2 separate regions of the Zea mays genome follow, and region 1 is linked to region 2. A link is a contact called in public Hi-C data. All regions are on one chromosome and are shown on one strand. Each heading gives the region's core, a stretch centred on a gene start, on an enhancer-like site or on the middle of the called end of the contact. The rest is flanking DNA. Distances are from core to core; before and after follow the strand shown. Region 1 holds the start of LOC109940196. Region 2 has its middle 14 kb from the start of LOC100283202.

What was found. A called contact is a pair of places that touch in the nucleus more often than the background predicts.
Region 1: a Hi-C map of leaf shows a contact between it and region 2, with 5 times the contacts expected there. The contact joins the promoter of LOC109940196 here to the enhancer-like site in region 2. A contact is called at or near these places in 2 of 25 Hi-C or Micro-C datasets (both in leaf).

The regions. Positions count from the first base shown.
Region 1 is chr6:122,376,656-122,380,658 of Zm-B73-REFERENCE-NAM-5.0, reverse strand. LOC109940196 reads right to left here and starts at 2,560. Exons shown (of 1, transcript XM_020539454.3): 1 at 1,536-2,560. The coding sequence starts at 2,210. The coding sequence ends at 1,746. LOC109940195 (LMBR1 domain-containing protein 2 homolog) reads left to right here. Exons shown (of 14, transcript XM_020539451.3): 13 at 86-192; 14 at 283-1,044. The coding sequence ends at 702. It overlaps LOC118472240 (a long non-coding RNA gene), which reads right to left and starts at 804. Exons shown (of 3, transcript XR_004850282.1): 1 at 188-804; 2 at 1-79.
Region 2 is chr6:122,191,130-122,195,069 of Zm-B73-REFERENCE-NAM-5.0, reverse strand. No RefSeq gene overlaps it. Among protein-coding and RNA genes, the nearest start is that of LOC100283202, 14 kb to the left of the region's middle. Within about 2 kb of position 2,374, at least 16 of the 20 cell types and tissues checked have an H3K27ac peak or open chromatin away from gene starts, as enhancers often do. A contact at or near this core is called in leaf, where this site is marked.

The sequences.
Region 1 (4,003 bases), core at 1,311-3,810, 190 kb before region 2:
CTTGGTTATAGAAGTCATTTTGCTCCAGCGCCGGCTTGCTCTATCTGTGTATCGTCTGTCTGATGTTATTTGCTTTCTTCTGCAGAGAGAAGCTCCATGGAACAAGGACGCAAAGTCAGTGAGCATGCAGCTCCACTAGCAAGAAACTTCAGCTGTTTAGGCGAAGACGTCGAATCTGGAAACATACCACAGGTGCGAATTAGTCTGGCTGCGTCATAGTCCTTCTTCTAGTCCATTTGGAGGTTCCACTCTCAGCTAATCTTTAACTTGTTTTTTGCACAGGGTGACGGTACAGTGGAGACGGAGCCGGAACGAACCGCCGCCCAGCCGAAACACGGTGGCGATGTCGCTCAGAGTCAGAGATATTCTCCGGCGAGGGAACAGTGCAGCAGTCCGAAACCAGTGGAGGTTCAGAAGGGGATCTCATCGACCTCCAAATCCAATGAGCCGCCTTGTGTGAGTGCGGCGGCAGATTCACCAGCTGAGACGGCCTCAAGGTGGGCCTCAATGAAGACGGGTTTCCAGAACCTCAGAGCGACCATGGGCGGCTCCAGGAAGTTCCTCCTATTGGGCCTGTCTCCTAGGGCCGGGACGAACGAATCCGCTACGGAATCACTCGACGAGATCTTCCGGAAACTTAAGCGGCATTCGAGCAACGCGGATGCGAATCGACTAGACGACGACGACGGATTACCTTTTTGACCAACGGTAGGGGCAGGGGCAGCAACACAGACGAGCGCAACACTGTTGAGACCGGCAAGGTCTCGTCCTTTCGCTTGGCGTATCTCTCACGACTCAAGTCTCAAGGTAGCAAACAAGAAAGCTAAAGGCTGGGAAGGAGTAGAGGGTACACTGGATGGCAGGGACTAGACCAAGGTACAGAACATAAAGTTTTCTGTATGTTCGAGGGTAGGCTAGACGTGCCACAAATAGGACAAAACCCTAAAAATGTACAGTACGTGCAAGCCCTAGTATCATCGGTGGGCTGCCAGATGTGTTTGTGGTCATCTGTCACGCTATTATCTGATTGCTTACTTCTGAACAGATAACTCCCAAAAAAAAAACCATCCGCAACGGAGAATGCATAATAATAATAACCCCTCTAAAGAAAAGATTGATGCATAATGAAGGACTGCCAAAGCAGTGTCTTAGTTGTACGCCACTCCTTTATCCGAGAATATTGGTTACACCTGCCATGGAAGACCAAGTGCCTAGAAAAGCAAAAGTTGTGCAGCTGCTGATGCAGCAATCATGTTGTCACTTGCGATTGGAAGATGTTCGTCGCTACTTGCCAAAACAGGCAAACGACTCGCTGCCAGTAGTTAATAACGGACCTGGCATGATCGCTGGTGGTGGTGGAGGCGGCGGCTGTGGTGGTAGAAGGATGTGTGTTGCATATGCATATGCTCTGACAATCCCTGGCTATGTTCGGCGCCCAAATTCGGCCTGGCCCAAGTGGCCAAGTCCGCTCTGGTGCCGACCGTTTAACGGGCATGTTCGTGCAGCTCTTTGCGCCCAAGCATTGTAATTCGAAGGAGCGAACAGCCAAGTGCGGGTGCCAAGCTTTCACGGCAGGAGTCCGAGTCACAGACTCGCAGTCGCAGGGCATTGTGAAAAGAAGCCGAAAGATTGCTACTAGTAAGTACTCCGTAGTAACTAACAGCGTGAACACCGGAACAGAACAGAACCGAGCACCACGACGCGCTCGCCCACCGCATGGTCGCCCCCTCCGGCCTGATCGAGCATCACACCACCGGCGCCCGCCTGTGCGGCGCGGCGGCGTTCTGCCTCTCCGCGGCCACCGCGCACCCGTCTTTCTTGTGCCAGCCACCGTGGTGGAGCTGCTGCTGAAGCCTCGCCCAGAAGCTGCCCCTCTTGGCCTTCCTCTCCTCCTGCTCCGCTCGGCGGCCCGCGGGCAGCGCCGCCGCCGCCGACGCCGCCTCCCTCCCCTCCTGCCGCAGCAGCAGCGCGAGGCTTCCGCGGCGGGGCCGCGGCGCCTGGGCCGACGACCGCGCTACGGCGTCCTCCCACGACGAGCACGGGGACGATGACGATGACGAGGACGACGCGGACGCGGCGGCGGCGGCCGAGAGGCGCGACAGGCGGTCTCGTAGGCAGAAAGGGCACACCCCGGCCGCGTGCCGGTGCTTCGGGTGCCTCCTGCACCGCGCGGGGTCCGCCTCCTTCGACTTGCCGGCGCCGGCCGCCATGGTTGGCGATCGGACACGCGTGCACGAGCAAGGTCCAAGGAATGGCGCGGGGTGGGGGGACGTGGGGTTGCGGCGCGTGCGGGAGCTGGTGCGGCGTGTTCGTGCGGGTGCGTGGTCCTATATACTGTATGGCGCGGGACCTGGAGAAGTTGCGCGGACGCAGAAACAGTGGACAGTGAGCTGGCCAGTTGGGCTGGGCGTCGGGGAAACGTAGCAGTTGTGGGGCGTGGGGTGGTGGAGACTGGAGTGCGTGCGTCCATGTCCATGTCGCGGTTGGAGCCTTCTTGTTCTTGGGACTGTGGCTCGGCTGGATGCTGGATGGGTCCGTCTGGTCGGCCGGCGGGCGGCGGAAAGCGCACGCGCACACAACCCCACGTCCTAGCACGGCCTACACGCCTAAAGTCAGATCAGATGTTGCCGTGGTTGAACTGCACCATCGAAAAAAATCAGGTAATAATACACTGATGATTGATTGGTTCATAAGCAGACACTGACACGTATGCGTACTTACATAGCTTCCGTGCTCCTTGACACACCAGATTCACAATAGCAGAAGGTATATATACATTTTTAAGATCGTTAGAGTTGAGCCATCACAGTGCATCGTTGTAAGAATAATTCGCTATAAAGGTGACAGTTAAGTAGCGTAGATTGTAAACGAACGATCGATGGCAAAAGATTGTCAAGTGTCAACACAATATTTATTGTGGAGCGAAGAAAAAAAAACACAAGCTTACGACCAGCGATAGGCGCCCACGCCCGGCCCGCACCGTACGTGCACGCCACGCCGGACGCCGCCGAGTGTGGCTTCGCGGCCCGCAGATCACCACCACCCCGGCCGGCGGCAGACAAAGCGCCGGCCGCCGCGCGTACGGTGTCCCCTTCATCCGCGACGCGAATGGCGACTACCCAGGCGCACACAAGGGCGGAAGGAAGGGCCTACTGCTAGCTCCGACTATAGTACAATACACGTGGGCGCGCGTCTCCTGATCTCCTCCTTCATCAGTTGAATGATTCCCGTCGGTACGACGCGGCACGTACTGACGTCTCACGGTACGTACGCGCGCCTGCTTTTCTACACGGCGGCCGGCGTTGACAGCTGAACAGCGCGGGGCCCCCAACCTTGCTCGGCCCGCCTGTTTGGAATTGGAACCGGCAAGCCTGGCGCGGGGCTGCTTTATCGCTTTCGTGTCCGGTGCGCGGGGCTCGGCCTACGCTGGAGCTTGGGCGCTTTTGCTCTCGGCCGCGGGCCGCGAACGAGACCCATAGGCGATAGCGTTGGCCTGGCAGGCATGCATGGGGGCAGGTGCTTCAAAAGGCGGGCAAGGGCACAAGGCACGCACACAGCTGAGCTGAGCTGACTAGGCTGGTCGAGCTGTGCAGTGCCGTGCCGCGCAAAGAGCGTACAATGCACGCAGGTAAGCGCTGGCGCGCAGCGGCACACGCATTTGCACGACGGATTCGAGCACGAGCCGTTGTTGTCTGCGCGCGTCTGTGTCTATAGCTTCCTTCCTATCAACTTTATTGATTGTGACTTAGACCCTGTTTGATTAGATAGGACTCGCTGTTATTCATATCTTAAAGTAGTGATATTTTAAATGCTAAACGATAGAGAGTCGGTCCTCTGCTTTTTGATCATTATTATCCAGACTAAACGGCAATGTAAATGTGATCAGTAGATGATTAAACTAAAACCCAGAGTTTAAATGGTGTATAACATAGACGAAACGATCATTTAGGTGAACAGTGTCTACAGGACAAGTTGAAATACAGTCAAAAAAATCCCATAAAGA
Region 2 (3,940 bases), core at 1,125-3,624:
TGACTGATTCCTTGTCGATGTCTAGCAACATTTCTAATCCCCAAAAATCCTTTCGATATCTCACTGTCCTTGCAACGTCTCACTACTGTCTGATGTATAGCGCTTTCTGCTATCTTGCAACCCCCCAAAATACCAGGCACATACACATCTCCCATTGCAGATCCTCTGTGGTTTGGATTTTGGAACCTTTTTTTTTGTTTCCTGTTGGCAGTTAAATCTGAGCGAAGTGGTGAATAATCTGGTTTGGAAAACTATCTCATTAGTGTAGCTATTACCTCTAGTGGTGGTCGGTTGATGTTTCAAACAACAAAAAAGCAAGTTAAGAACTCAGTTATAATTTAGCTATCTGTGAAACTCATGCCTTCTCTCTCTCTCTTTCTTCTCAATGGTATCAGAAGTGGTTGTGTTAATGTTGACAATAAATGGTCCACAGATCCAGCCCACAAGGCCTACTTTCAAACAGCCTACGTGGGCCTGTGCACACATACGGGCCTGGTTTGCTGCTACCAACAACAAGTGTGTTTTAGCTTCGACCCTGTGCAGCAACATAATCATTTAGGGCTGATTTGGTGGTTCGGGAACCCGAGGGGATCCATGGGGGAGGAATTCCCTTCCAATTCAATTTTGAATAGCAAGAGGTTTTCTTCCCCTAGGGATCCCTGATCACCAAATCAGTCCTTAAGAGTTGCGGCGACCCAGCCCATTCCGACCAGAAGCAGGAGCCGTCGCCGCCCCTGGCCGAGAGCACGTATCATGGCGTCGGCTTCCACCACCACCACTACGCAACCACGCGCACGCGCGGCGGGCGCACGGCGGCAGTGCCGCGCTAGGCTCGGCAAGATAGCGAGAAGCGCAGGAGGGACAGACGGGGTCGCGGGGATCTCGCTCGGCGATCTTTGAACATATATTGTGCCTATTTTGGATGTGATAAAAAATCTCGCCATAATATGCATCTTCTGTCTAGGTGGTGGTTCATCCATGGCGGAGACAGAGACACCAAGCTTCCTCCTGCTCTGCTAGCGTTACGGTGGGGAATTCACATGAACATCATGCCAAGATAATCTGGATTCTAGGAACTGGGGCACTGAGCTCATGGTTGAGAGTGTGGATGCACATCACATAAACCACCCAAAGTCCGAGTAGTATAGTGGACTCAAAATTGGGTGCCTACATATATTATTTCTAGTTAAAAGATACACGGGATCGGTGGCTTCTGAGCGATTCAGGCGCGCTTGGCTTCTTGCACGCCGACGCGTGTGGTCTGCTCTGGCCTGTGGGCCCGTATGAATACCGCTCGCTGTGTGTGGGACCCGCACAGCAGAGTGACGCCATCAGACTAGCACGCACTCGGCTCCGTCCGCTCGTCCACGACGCGCTTCTCTCGCGTCTGTGGCGCGCTTCCCGAGCTCCGCGTTGCGGCCTCCCGTGCGCTGCGGTCAGCGTGGCCATCGTCCATGGAGCCATGGAGGGGATGGCTCCGTCCGCTCGTCACCACCGCGACCCACGGCTCGGCGCGGTTCTCCAGGCGCAACAGGTTCTCCATCCCGGTGCGGGTGAGGGACACCGCGATGGGGCTCTCAAAGATGTCCGGGTGGCCGCCGAGCCGTTCCCGTTGGTGGACCTAGGGGCCTCCGCCTGGGCGTCCTTGTCGCTAGCTGGAGAGCTTGATCTTCCTTGCTATGACTCAGGCCGGGCCTAGCGCGTCGGTGGCGGCCGGCGCTTCGCCGTTTGTCTTAGTCAGTGCCCCTCCTCAGTTCTTGCCGTTGTGGTCTGGTGCCCGTGCCCATACCGGCATGTGAGGACTGTTCACCGGATTCCAAAATCCGATAAATCCGCGCTTTGACGTGCCTCTGGCCGTGCTCCGTGTCTGTCGCGTGCTTTCTCAACAGCGTTGGTGCACAGTTTATCCATCCTTCGTCGAGTTTTCTGAACAGCGTCAGCCCACTGTGTTCCTGTCCTTCCACCGCAACGCCCTTGTCGCTACTTTCTCCCAATCCTCTTATATAAAGTCCCTCTGCTGTTGTCTTCCTTTTCCGCCTAACTGGCAGGCGCTCCTTTCTTCTCGTCTTTCTTAATATAAAGCCGGGTGCGCCTTTTTTTTTGGTCCAAGTCCAACCTCCATCAGCGTGCCACTGCCATTAGATTTGTTCCTTTTGAAGATGTTTGAAGCGTCATTTTGTTCAGGATGGAGACTCTGGTAGAAAGTACAACGGGTATATCTGTCTCGAAACTGACCTGACAGGATTGCCGGAACATAATGACTCCCAACGGATTTGTGGCAGAGTCGTAACGTTAACGCACCGGCCCGAGCCCGATCCGATTCGCGTGCCGTGGAAACTGTGAGAAGGGCCGAGCGCCAGACTGGTGGTGGGCCCTGCTGTGTTGCGTGGCTGCGTGAGGCGGACGGCTGGACCGTGCCTCGAAGCACAGTGCCGCCGGACGCCTGACTTTTCTGCGTGCGGTCTCGGCACGCTGACGCGACTGCAAATGCCATTGCCAGCTAGTAGACTAGTACGCCGTATTCTATGGTTTGGAAAAGTTTTTTTTAGGACAATTATTTGTATGCCATCGAGAATTAGACTAATTTCTTGTGCTCTATTATGCCCATATATTATAAACACAAAAATGTCTACTAAATACCATTCAATAGCACATAAGGGATGGACATAAATCCAATGACATCTAGGGATTTTTCCAAGTTTTTTTCTTCCTTCCTACGACTCGTAGACGTGGCCAATGGACCGTGCTGATTTAATCGGGCTAAGACACGACACCAATATATGTCAGATCGTGTCGTGCCCACCCGTTGGTCGAAGTCTGACCGCAGTCACGGTCCGGCTAGTTTAAACTGGTCGTGTCATGATATCTTGTCACGTCGTACCGTGCTACCGTGTCAGTCGGCCTAGGCTCGTCTTATAACATAGTTCAAAAATATTTTATTTTTCTCTATTTTTTATTGATCATTTTTCTCAATTTTGTAGCAGAGTTTGAAAATAGCTCGAAAGTGGGGGTCAAGTCAATTAAAGTTGTATATATGGTGGGGCTAGATTGGGCCGATTAAGGTCAGACCATAGGTGAACCGTGCTGGGCCGTGCTCGACTTGATGGGACATTCGTGCCTCTGACGCCCGATGGGCTTATTATAAACAAGTCTAAGCACGGCCCATGATAGACCCCATTCGGCTCGAACACAGTTACCATCGCGTTGTGTTGTGCTCGTGTGACGTGTCGTGTTAAAATGGTCGTGCATCATGTCGTCCCATATAGCCCGGTCCATCTGGTCACCTATACTCGCAGGTACACACTATTTGGTTGGGGCTTATCGACGTGTATCAATTCACGGCGCAAACTGATCACGTCCCTTCCGGTTTGGTTGCGTCTGACTAGGTAGTGTTTGGTTTTAGAGTACGATGGGATACTGGGATTGAGCTATTTTGCTCCTAACTTGTTGTTTGGATTGGTTCTATGTATGATAGAGTGTGTTTAAAAAAACAAAATTATGCTTAAATGTTAAGCCATCTAGCTTCTAAAAAATCTTCCGGATGAAACCCCTCTATTCCAACTTATTTCGGAACCAAACACTACCTAAAGATATGTTCAGTTGTCCAGAAATAGACCTGGAATTATTTCGGCCTAACGGATCACAGTGTTAACGGATATGGCCCGGTACAATGCCCATACCGTTCGCCTTCCGGCGCTATCAGAAGAAAAAATCTCCACCATAGCTGTCCGAAGACGCTCGCCGTCGCTGTCCTAGTTGCTTCGCCGTCCACCCTGTCGCGGGGAGTATTTGTTCTGCATGACGACGTCCTCGTCGATCCAGATTGCAAAACGTGTGCGCACCGCCGTTCCCTGACGGCTCGTCGTCACGGTTTCATTGAGCCTCTTTCTCATGCTCATCTTCTGAGCGACCTGACTAGTGACTACCTGAGTTCATGAGC